Linked DNA regions of Gossypium hirsutum: region 2 is linked to region 1. A link is a contact called in public Hi-C data. All regions are on one chromosome and are shown on one strand. Each heading gives the region's core, a stretch centred on a gene start, on an enhancer-like site or on the middle of the called end of the contact. The rest is flanking DNA. Distances are from core to core; before and after follow the strand shown.

Evidence for each region. Hi-C and Micro-C count contacts between places; a contact is called where the count stands out from the background.
Region 2: a contact with region 1 is called in a Hi-C map of leaf, with 2.7 times the contacts expected there. The contact joins the enhancer-like site here to the promoter of LOC107924016 in region 1. A contact is called at or near these places in 2 of 34 Hi-C or Micro-C datasets (both in leaf).

What each region holds. Positions count from the first base shown.
Region 1 is chrA12:77,004,936-77,010,770 of Gossypium_hirsutum_v2.1, reverse strand. It overlaps LOC107924016 (CCR4-NOT transcription complex subunit 1), which reads left to right and starts at 2,519. Exons shown (of 51, transcript XM_041082731.1): 1 at 2,519-2,779; 2 at 3,413-3,710; 3 at 3,819-4,047; 4 at 4,192-4,531; 5 at 4,609-4,722; 6 at 4,833-4,961; 7 at 5,042-5,233; 8 at 5,334-5,528; 9 at 5,680-5,817. The coding sequence starts at 2,681.
Region 2 is chrA12:77,396,597-77,402,456 of Gossypium_hirsutum_v2.1, reverse strand. No RefSeq gene overlaps it. Among protein-coding and RNA genes, the nearest start is that of LOC107923960, 3.9 kb to the left of the region's middle. Within about 2 kb of position 4,461, at least 3 of the 9 cell types and tissues checked have an H3K27ac peak or open chromatin away from gene starts, as enhancers often do. A contact at or near this core is called in leaf, where this site is marked.

The sequences.
Region 1 (5,835 bases), core at 1,270-3,769:
GAAGTCGCGTTTTAAAGTAGAATGGATCGGAAGCCCACTTAACATAATTAGACAACAAAACTTGTGAAAATGAAAACCAAGGGTGGATATGCATTAATGTCAAAGTCGAACATCACATCTATTGGGCTCCAATATCACAAGGCTGAAAAGCAAGGCAACCCCACATAAAATCCCCTTCTAGTATGCCATTTCCCCCCTCCTTTTCACACACCCTATTGCATTGCATTGCATTGCCTACTGTAATTTCGGGGGGTTTTATTCCATACACTTTGGGGATACATAACTAGACCCCAAAACACCATTATTATGGACCCTGGAGAGAGCCACCTTGATGTACCATTTTGCAATAATTATAAGCTTGCTTCTTTTGGTGGTCCTATCTTAATCACCAATGTTTCAATATGAAAAATATATTTCAATGCACATAAGGTCCCCCATCCACCTGCCATTACATGTGATGGTGTGAATCACAATAGATAACTATGGGACTCACTAGATTTAATTGAACGAAAGCTTGGGTCCGACCCAGATTCTAATTATGCGCTTTGTAAATTCATGCACATTAATTATTATTATAACCTACCAAAATTGTCTATAAATTATCATATCTACTTTATATCTATTATTCAAAAAAATATTCTATCTTGTCCCACTTCACATCCTTTTTAAAATCTTTTTCTTCTAATTTCGGAATAAATCAATTCAAAATCTATAGTACAAGTTTTGCTATCAAAATGAGGATCCCTAGTGTGAAAATCTCAATGGGCACTGCCCAAGGCCGAAGGCAGAAGCAGGAGAAATGGGCCTAAGCCGCACATTCATGGCAATCAAAGACGGACCCTAAAGCTATTGGGAAGATAGTGTTTTGGGCGCAGCAGGCTTGACTAAAAGCCCACTCACTGCTTGCTTCATTACTTCATTGCAACATTTGATCTTTGATTCTGGTAATTTTTCTCAATTTAACCTGTGAGTTTGTAGTTCGTTAAAGTGTGATATCGTGATATTATGAGATTATGCTAAGTCTTAACATAAAACTTTTAAGAAATTTAAATGAAATCTAAAAAATACCAAAAAAATTGTAAAGAATTTTAAAAAATAATTTCAAGTGATGATGTGTCACAATTTCATAGTACAACGTCATCATATTTTAATAGAATTCAAATTTGTGGATCAAATTGAAAAAAAAAACTGCAAAATTCTAAGACTAATATGGATGAAAAATAGTTTAAGGACCAATGAGTAAAAAATGTTTAGTTGAGCGGCTAAATGTTACTTTATTGCTTCATCTAACATTTTAAAAAGCTTCATTGCTTCATAGAAAGTAATATTTAGTCCTTAAATTTAGTAATTTTTTTATAATGGTCTACAAAATTTTTTTGGTTAGCATTAGTGTTAGAATTTGATAGTTTTTTTCAATTTAATCTTTAAACTTGAATTTTGACAATGTACGATAATGTGGTACTCAGATATTGTGCACATAATCACCTTATTTTTTAAAAATCATTTGCTTTTTTATAATTACTTTGTAATTTTTAGATTTTGTATATAATTTTAAAAATAAAGTATACAATGAAGTAGCGTAATAACAAAGTATCATGTAGCAGTTTAATTCGCTTAGTATATTTGAGGCCATCGCTTTACTTGTGAGTTGCTTTGATTGGGACTTAGGATCCCCTTAAGGTTAGTTGGGCAATGTTTTTGAAAAGTGCTATGAAAAGGTACTTTTGAGAAGTGTTTTTGAAAAGTTTGATTTTAAAATTGAGTGTTTAGCATTGCTATCAAAAAGTATTTTTTGAGAAATAAAATGTCCATTTTAGACATATTATTATCAAGTAACAAATATGCATTTAAATAATATTTAAATTAGTTAATATTATTATATTCTAGTAAAAATATAAAAAATATTATAACTTGTTAATATTTTAATATATGAAATATAAATTTTAAAATTTTTAAGCAATAAATATTAATTATTTATAAAATTTATTTAGAATATATAAACTATATTTTAAATATTTAAATATAACCATTAAATATTTGTAATTAGTATTTTAAAAAATATTTTTTATTTTTAATTAATGATTTTAACACATTTGTAATTAAGCACAAAAAAAAGGAAAAGTATTATGTTATTTGAGGGGTGAAAAAGTAATTAAACACTAAAAATACTTTTAGAAGAGAAAAAACTAAAAATTTTAACAAAAAATAACTTATTTAGCACAACTCATTTTTTAAAAATACTTTTGAAATAAGATGTACTTTTTTTAAGTAATGCAGGATAGGCCTTAATCCTCACAATTGGACTTATGCTGGTGCATACTCACATTGAACATCGGGATAGGACCAAAGTGAAAAAGGTTTCTACGTTCAAGGAGAATATGTCCAAAAAAAAAGTACATAGATCCAATCGAGAAACGTTAACAAAGTTCAGGGACTAAATTTGTTAGTTTCTTAAAGTTTCTTGTAGAATCGTGACCCGCATGTCACTTTGCACAAAATCATTTGTACTCTTCGTACACACACACACTCTCTCAGAAGTTCAGCGCTCACCTTTTTTTTTCTCGACGGTTCTCTCAATATCCCCAATCTTCAAAGCCTATCATTTCCCTAATCCATTCCCCTTTTATCTTCTCACTAGCTTTTACCATCGAAAAACACTCGCGATCTATCTTCACTCACCATGCTCGAGCTTTCCTCCACACTCTCAAGCCACGTTCGGTTCTTGCTGCAGTCCTTGACCGAAGCCAACGCTGATTCTGTTTTTCGAGAACTCTGCCAGGTTTTTTATTTTTGGTCTTTCGCTATCTAATTTTCCTTACGAATGCCAATTCGATGGTTTTTTAGGTTACATTTGTATTGATTCGTATGGTCACTTAAAGAAAACCCTAGAATTATGCAAAACTTGACGTTAGATTTAATGTATTTATTTAATAGAATTAGATTGAGTTACTTAAAGAAAACCCTAGAATTCGCTTGATCACGTTGTAACTCTTTTTTTTACTCAATTAGTTAGCTTGGTGCTGTTTGAGCCATAAGAATCCATATATATATGTATTACTGAAATGTATTGGATGTTAGGATTTCTGTTGATTTTCTTGAAGAAAAATCCCTAGACTGTTGCCAATATAATTTGTAGCTAATAATTTTGTAAATTGATTCGGAGTTTCACAAGTAAATTTAGATTTAAAAGTTTATGAGCTAGAAGATGTACTCTTAGGCTAGCAAGTCATGTTAGCTAGTTTCTAGTTGCGCAGCTTATCTAGAAATGAAGTGTGAATTTACGAAGAGCTATATGCTCTTATGGTGGGGTGTGAAAAGTGATATCTAGCTGGTTGAAATGGGGGCTGTTATGTGATTCTTTTCTATTTAATGCAATATTCTGGATAACATTTGGCCTGTTGATTCTTGATAGTTCATTGAATATGGAATCGAAGGAAACACTCTGGTGCTGCAAACCTGTTTGGATTGCTTGAGTTCTCACAAAACAGATTCAAAGAATTTGCAATCTGAACAAGTTGTAGCCTCAATTTTTAGACATGCTATGGACAAGCCAAACTTTTGTACTGTCTTCTGTCAGTCCCTAAGAAGTATGGATATCAGCGAGAATTTCCTGGAGAATTTCTCAAAAACACTGGAGTTATCTCTGTCTGAAAAAATTGCTGTTGGTCTTGCTTTATCTGATTCTGAAAATCCAGAGACAAGAATGTGTAGTAAGTTGCGTTGTTTTCTTAAATGGATGTACTCTTGATTTATTTTTGTTTTCTTTTTTTGACATGGTTGATCAGAATGATGAAATTGAAGCTTTTGCACCTTTCTAGGTAAGAATTTTTGTATGGCTCAGATTGAGGAATTGCAGTCTAATCCTGCCTGTCCTGATTCTTCCATGCAAATTCAGAATATGGTTATGTTCCTCCAGTGGTCCAGTGCTTTTTCCAGGCACGTAGATTCCTTTATGCAGATGTTATCTCTAGTTCAAGCCAAAGATGTTGCACAGTTTGTTTTAACTCCAATACTTTCAGATGAATTGCGCGAGGCTAATTTCTTAAGGTGCTAATTTCTTCAGGCTCCGTTTCTCATTTGAACAAGCAGTTAATCTTGAGAGCTTTTTTATTGTGTTGTTCTGTTTATTTTTTTTTAAAATTTCATCATGTTGTGATAACTCATTTTTTATTCCCTTTCTTCTCTCTGCAGGAATATAGATTTCTTCGATGAATCTGAGGAGAATGATTTTGATGCTCTTTTAGCAGAAATGGAGAAGGAAATGAGCATGGGGGATATCATTAAGGAACTAGGTTATGGATGCACCACTGATGCTGCACATTGCAAAGAGATTTTATCTCTTTATTTACCTCTGACTGAGGTGACTATATCTAGGATACTTGGTGCAATTACCCGCACCTATGTTGGTCTTGAGGACAACCAAATTGCATTTTCAACATTTAGCCTGGCCCTTGGTTGCGGGAATTCATTGGATTTGCCTCCATTGAGCTCATGGAATGTTGATGTTCTTATAAAAACTATAAAGCAACTCGTAAGTTATACTATTTTTTTTTGCTTTCATGTTGTCTTTTTCATTCTAAATTAAATCTATTTTCTTTATATTTGTAGGCACCCAATACCAACTGGGTTCAAGTTATTGAACACCTGGATCACGAGGGGTTCTACATTCCTAATGAGACGGCATTCACTTTCTTCATGTCTGTGTATCAACATTCGTGCCAGGTATTATTGATTTCATTTAACGTGTCTGAAGTTGGTTCCTTGTTCTTTTTCTTTAGTTTTGTTTAATCATTATTTTTCATCTGTGTAATTTTTCTGTGGACCTTGTGCAGGAACCCTTCCCTCTCCATGCTGTCTGTGGGTCCGTGTGGAAGAATATTGAAGGTCAGCTATCTTTTCTAAAATATGCTGTAGCAGCACCGCCAGAAGTATTTACCTTTGCCCATTCAGTGAGGCAGCTGGTAAGAGCTATGCAAATTTAGTCTTTCCTTCTCTTCTTCTTGTCACAGTATTGCTGTAAGAATAATAATCGATCTTGCAGGCCTACGCGGAGGCAGTGCATGGACATAAGCTTCAGATTGGAAATGGAAATCATGCCTGGTTGTGTCTGGACCTCTTAGATGTGCTGTGTCAACTAGCTGAAAGAGGTCACGCCAGTTTTGTTCGATCAATGCTCGATTATCCCTTAAAACACTGCCCTGAAATCCTGCTTATTGGGATGGCTCATGTTAATGTACATGTTCACCATATAACATATGTGATAATGCCGTATGATGTTTCTTTTTTGCATATTTAACTTTTGGGGGTAATAAATTTGCATCTATTGTTTGCAGACGGCTTATAATCTCCTGCAGCATGATGTGACTTCTTCAGTTTTTCTAATGATAATTAAAAATGCTGTGGGTGCTGGTACAATACTTCAACTTTGGCATGTGAACCCAAAAGTTGTCTTACGTGGATTTGTAGAAGTACAGAATACTGAGCCTGACAGCATGATTAGAATTTTGGATATCTGTCAAGAATTAAATGTAAGTTTGGATTTTCTTTGATGTTTCTTTCCTTTTGCATTAGATTGTGATTTTGTATTTTATTGATTAGAAAAAAAAGTTGCTTCAGGATCTATTTGCATGTTATATCTGTTTTCTATTTCAGTAATTTCTCTTTTTGTTATTGTTGCAGATTCTATCATCAGTGTTGGAGATGATGCCTTTTCCTTCTGCCATCAGATTAGCAGTCCTTGCTTCCAGGAATGAGGTTATAGATTTTGAGAAGTGGTTGAGTAGTAATCTGAATATGTATAAAGATGTTTTCTTTGAGGTAATAGAGTCCTCCAGT
Region 2 (5,860 bases), core at 3,212-5,711, 390 kb before region 1:
TTAGCTAAAAAAGTTTCTTTTTAATAAAAAATCACATTAATATTTTATTAGAACAAATAGTATTATAAAAATAGTGTTCAAAATATGTCAAAATAAAATATAAATACTACATCTTAAATTCTATGATGATAGAGGGAGCAAAGCCACAAATTAACTTTTCTATCTTTCCCCTTTGTAGGACCATAAGCCTCCCATTGTTGGGCCCATGCATGGCCTTTAACCAACAAGCCAACATCAAATCACGAGGCAAATGAGTGCTTGTGGGTCCCACATGTTGTATGAAAGGCGAGTGAAAGGAGGCGCGTGGGGAATGACTTCGGCACTGGGCACAATGGGGTTTTTATTATAATGTGAAGGAGATTTTGTTTGTGTTTGAAGGATTAGGCTACAAGCATTTACGTTTTTTTAAGGACCAAAAAAGAAAAAGAAAAAACTGCATGGGAGTTACCCTGCAAAGCCAGCCATGCAGATACAATTTAGCCTAAAATAAATAATCATTAATATCCCATTAATTAATGCAATTAAATTCCACTTATTATAATGTTTTCATTTTTTGGACTTTATTGCTAAAAAAAAAACTCAACCTTCAAAATTAAGCTTAATTACTTCAAAATAAACGTTACATTGTAGCTCAATTCAACCTTTGTTGATATAAACTCGATTTTATTATCACTATTATTACATTAATAAAAAATGCCGAGTTTAACTCTCAATGTTTTTTTTGATAAAAAACGATCCGAGAGTCAATCTCATTTTATTGCTTCACGAATAATAATATTGTAGATTTCTATCGAATAATTCATATTAAAAATGTCGAGTTTAACTCTCAACGTTTATATATTAAAAATTAGACTTATTTTTTAGTTAAATTTTATTTTTAATTTTTAAAAAAAAATATATAAATGAAAGTACGGACTAAAACGTTAAATTTTTAAATAGGTAGCTTGTATAGAAATCCACGTGTACTTTGTGCTAGTTTTTTGAATTTTTATAATTTTTCTTTTAATTTTGATTTTTTTATTTTTTAAAAAAATATTTTTATAAATTTTAAATTATTTACTGGTGTGATATATATGATAAATAATGTCATGTCAATATAAAATACATATAAGTTGTCATGCTAATATCGTTAAAAAAAATTGTCATGCTAATATCGTTAAAAAAATTAACTTTTTTAAAGATTGAAGCACAAATTTAATAAATAAAAATAAAAATCAACTTGATAAATGATAAATTTGATATTAAATTTATTACATTCAAAATCTATAATTAAGTTAAATATTTTAAAAATTAAATTTTCAAGTACCGTATACCCAACTTTGCAAAAAAAGGCTTTAAGGCCTTACAAAAATGCCGTAAAAAGAGGAAACACCCAAACTTTAATTAATTCTAACCTAGCAGAATTAATTTGCTAAGCCATGCGTGGCCAAATTGGGTGTACAAGTACATACACCTTGAATAATATTTACATCTTTTGGCCTAACTTGTATATCGTCCCCAATTATTTATTACATGCAGTTAAATAATATGCTTATATCGGTTAAATCTTAACTCAATTGCTATGGATATTGTTATCAGTATAGGAAGACGTGTGTTTGAGTGCATTGAACCACATTATTCTCATATTTATGAGTTAGGGAGAGAATATAATTAGTTTTAAGCATTATGTGAAAAAAAAATAGATATAACCAGAAGTTATAATAAAATTATTCAAAAAATAATATGTTTTATATAGAAGGGAAATGGACCCTATAATTGTGGATCGTTGTGTGGTATGATAAAATATTTTTCCTTTTAACCTTTATGCACTTAGGGTTTAGGAAATACTTTTTTCTTCGATGGCATACATTAGATTTTGTCAGATATATGATACGAAAAAAATATTTTAAGTTAAAAATATTTTTTTATTAAATTTTGTTAGAATGATGTGATCCAAATTCCTGTTAAAAACTAGGGTAGGGACCATGTGGCACAAGTAGAATCCGTATAGAACTACTTTTAGTCTATTTGACATTGATTTAGTCAAAAATCCTCTTGTATCATTCAGTTCTCAACATTAGTGAATTTCTCCTTCTCTACCCATAATTTTTTCTCGAAAGGATTTCCACGTAAAATTTATTTGCTTTAATTTTCTTTTCTTTTCTTTTGTTTTGTGATTGTTCTATATTGCCATTATTGACGTTAGTTTTAACAAATTTATTTATAGTGAATATAGGTAGAGTGGTAATGAATTTGTGGGTTTTTTTTTGTGATAAAAAGAAAATAACACTTAGTTACATAGGATTATTTTGAGCAAAAACACAACAAAAACTTGCAGGTCTTCCTTTCAACCAAAAGTCATTTTAGATAGGTGATCGACAATATGTATTTTAATACTATATATTGAACACATGTTTTATCTTTTAGATTTATAATTTGTAATTGTTTTATTTAAAGATAGTATAAAAATATGAAAAAAAAATAAAAGTATCATAATAATATTTAAAGATAGTTTCAAAATTGAGTTGATGACCAATCAAATTAAGAGTGACACTACCTTAATAAATTCTTAAATATATATATGTTGACCAATCAAATTAAGAGTGACACCACTTTAATAAATTCTTGAATATATATATATATATATAAGTTCACAGCTTTAAATCCATGCTTTCCCATCCATATACGTACTCTAAATGAAACAAATGGACCAAATCAAAAGATACGTTAAGCGAATAAAATTGGTGGCACTATATCTTTTCTTTGCCACTATCATGGGGCCTATGAATCCAAACAAATTTACTCTTATAGAAGATTTTAATTTTTTGTAATGTATAGTTATTAGTTTATTGATATGGTATAAAATTATATATAAATCGTCAACGTATCAAATATAAATTTAAATTAAAAAAATGCTATTCGATGTGTGATGAAATATAAACTTGGCTCGTTGGTTGTTGATTAAAGTTTTGGACAGCTATGGCTACATATAACATAAAGAAGAGATTCCACTTACATCAAAGTAGTTTTATATTCTTTCATATATTTTTGGACGATTAATATTTTAACGATTCAATCATTGAATTTATCAATATAATTATATTTGTTATGCATGTAAATTTTTAAATCGATCCATTATCTCTATCATAACGATCTACAATAATGCATACATTAATTTTTTGATAGTGGCAAAGAAAATTTTAAGTTACATCAAATTTGACATACATGATCTATATAAATGGAATATAAAATATGATGGTTAGATTGTTAAAATATTAATTGTACAAAAATATACGAAATTACGTAAAATTACTTTAGTTTTACATAAGTGGATCCCTTTCCTATAATATATAGACCTTTTTATTAGATGCAACATAGAAATAACAATAAATATTGGGTGTAGTTATAAGACACATTGCATTTTAAAAAAAAGAACTTTAATTTAAGTCTTAAAAATAATATTATTAAGAGAAACAACTACAAACCCTAAAAATTTAATCTTTCTACAATACTAAAGACTCATATATAGAATAAAATTAACTAAATTATCATGTTAAACTAGATCACTCAACATCTATATATTCATGTAAATATTTGTACATTCTACCTACCAAATCTCGTAAAAATCTACCATGTTTTGGTTTGTCATCACATCACAAGGCATGGTTTCCTTTTGGAATCCCATCCCTTGATTCTTATCCATCCACCGACAATAAGATCCCTCCCACTAATCATTCAACTAAACCCTAATTATTATAACACTATCCTTCATCTTGCTTGCATATGGTTGAATCAAATCTTTGTCTCAAGGAAAACACACACACACACCCCTATATATATAATACCACTTAATGGTTTAGATAATCATAAGAATGGCTGACATCTTTCTTTTTGTATACAATTAAAAGAAAAGGGTTGTTATGGTGTTATAATTGTATTTTATTATAAAAAATTATTTGAAAAAATATAGTGGTTTTTTTAGATTATTTAAAATAAAACTTTTCTTTCTTCAAAAAATGATTTTATCATGTCATATGACAGATTTATTGTATATGTGATACATTGTAACTTTAAAAAAGAAATAGATTATAATATGTTAAAATTGACATGTAATAATCTCGATCAATATTATTATTATTTTTAAAATTTAAAGTATGACACATGTCACATACATAATAAACTCGTCATTTGATATTAATATAAGATTTTTTTTTAAAATTTAAAAAAAAATCTAAAACTCAACATATTTTTAAAAATTTTTTAAATATATATTCTTATAAAGCACTGCTAGATATATATATATATCTTTAATGGTGGATATACTACTTGGACCATACTTTTTTCATTGAGTGCGAAATATTATTGATTGTTTATAGCATATATCGGCTTTGACTTTTGGAGTGGAGGTCACGTGGGAGAGGTGTGGTAGTTCACGTGCACGCATCATGTGGGTACACTGCCACGTGTTAACACATGGTCCCATAATTGCACGCGTGGGGTGTTACTTTGCCTCTCCACGGCCAGACATCCACTTGTCTACAATCATTGGATACCCTTTTCCAGGATTTCATGCTTTACTTAGTCATCTTCACGCGCTTAAGATGTTTTCTTTGACTTGCAACATAGAAAGTTTGGTTCGAAGATTCGACGTTATCCATTTACCTAATTGCTTTATCTATTTTTGCAATTGGGAAACTTGAAATTCCTCTACTCGGATTTTGTCTACTTAAATTAATTGGAATGAGAATTAATTAAGTTATCAATTTAAAATAAATATTAGATTAATTGAATTGTTAATCAATTCATTTTTCTCTATTTCTTTAAATATTTTTATTTTTTTATTCAGTTTAATCGCTTTTAAAAACTTTGGTTATTCCACTTTCGTAATACCTCCACATGTCACCTATGAGCATCACATCATTGAGCACACCTTTGCCATGAGCTACCTTCGACGGAAGTAACTAGAGGCCTTCAATTGTAATGGGACGTCTATTGATTACCAAGCCACCTTATATTGTCACGTCACTGATTTGCAAGGAGATAGGAATCCTATGTTACCTAAAATGTGAATCGGTCCAGTACGAGGAATGAAAACGAGAATGCAAATCGCTAATTGTTTAAAACGTAATTTGATAGGGGTAGTCTTATTTGAATCATTTAATAGGAATGTAATACAATTTTTTTAATTTGCTTAATAAGAACCAAATATGATTTATTAGGGTAGTGTAACACCCCTCACCTGGCCCGATCGCCGAACTCGAGTTACGGAGTGCTACGGAAAAATAGAGACATTCATATGCAAGGTCATCAAAGAAATCTATTTTAAAGTCATCAAAATTCTTATTTAATCATACATATATATTAGAGGTATAAACATATATGAGACTAATCCAGGTTTACTAATAATGTTGTTTAGACCATGGTTAGTCTCAATATTTTATAATTCTTTACAAAAACTTTTAAACAAAACGCGCTAAGGCATTCCGTTAGAAAAATAATCGTTCGAGTCTATCCGCCGCACGTTCTTATTAATTTATTATTATTCACTCAAATAGTCCGCTTTTATAAGTTCGCCAATTATCCAACATGAGTTAACATATTTAACTGGTGCAATTATTTCCATTTCAAGCATACTAATTGCCTATGCCAACATTGGATAAGCATCACGAAAGAGTAAATACATACATATATATATAACGATCAGTACATTAACCTTTATTTCACATTCAATTTCACAAAATATACCTTATATACATGCCACTTGACTTGATGTAGAGTTAAAATAATTCTATCATAACAGGAGTTGGATAATATGAGTTGTAGATCAATTCGACTACCAACACATGTTATAAATCACATTCCACATGTGATTTAGGCACCA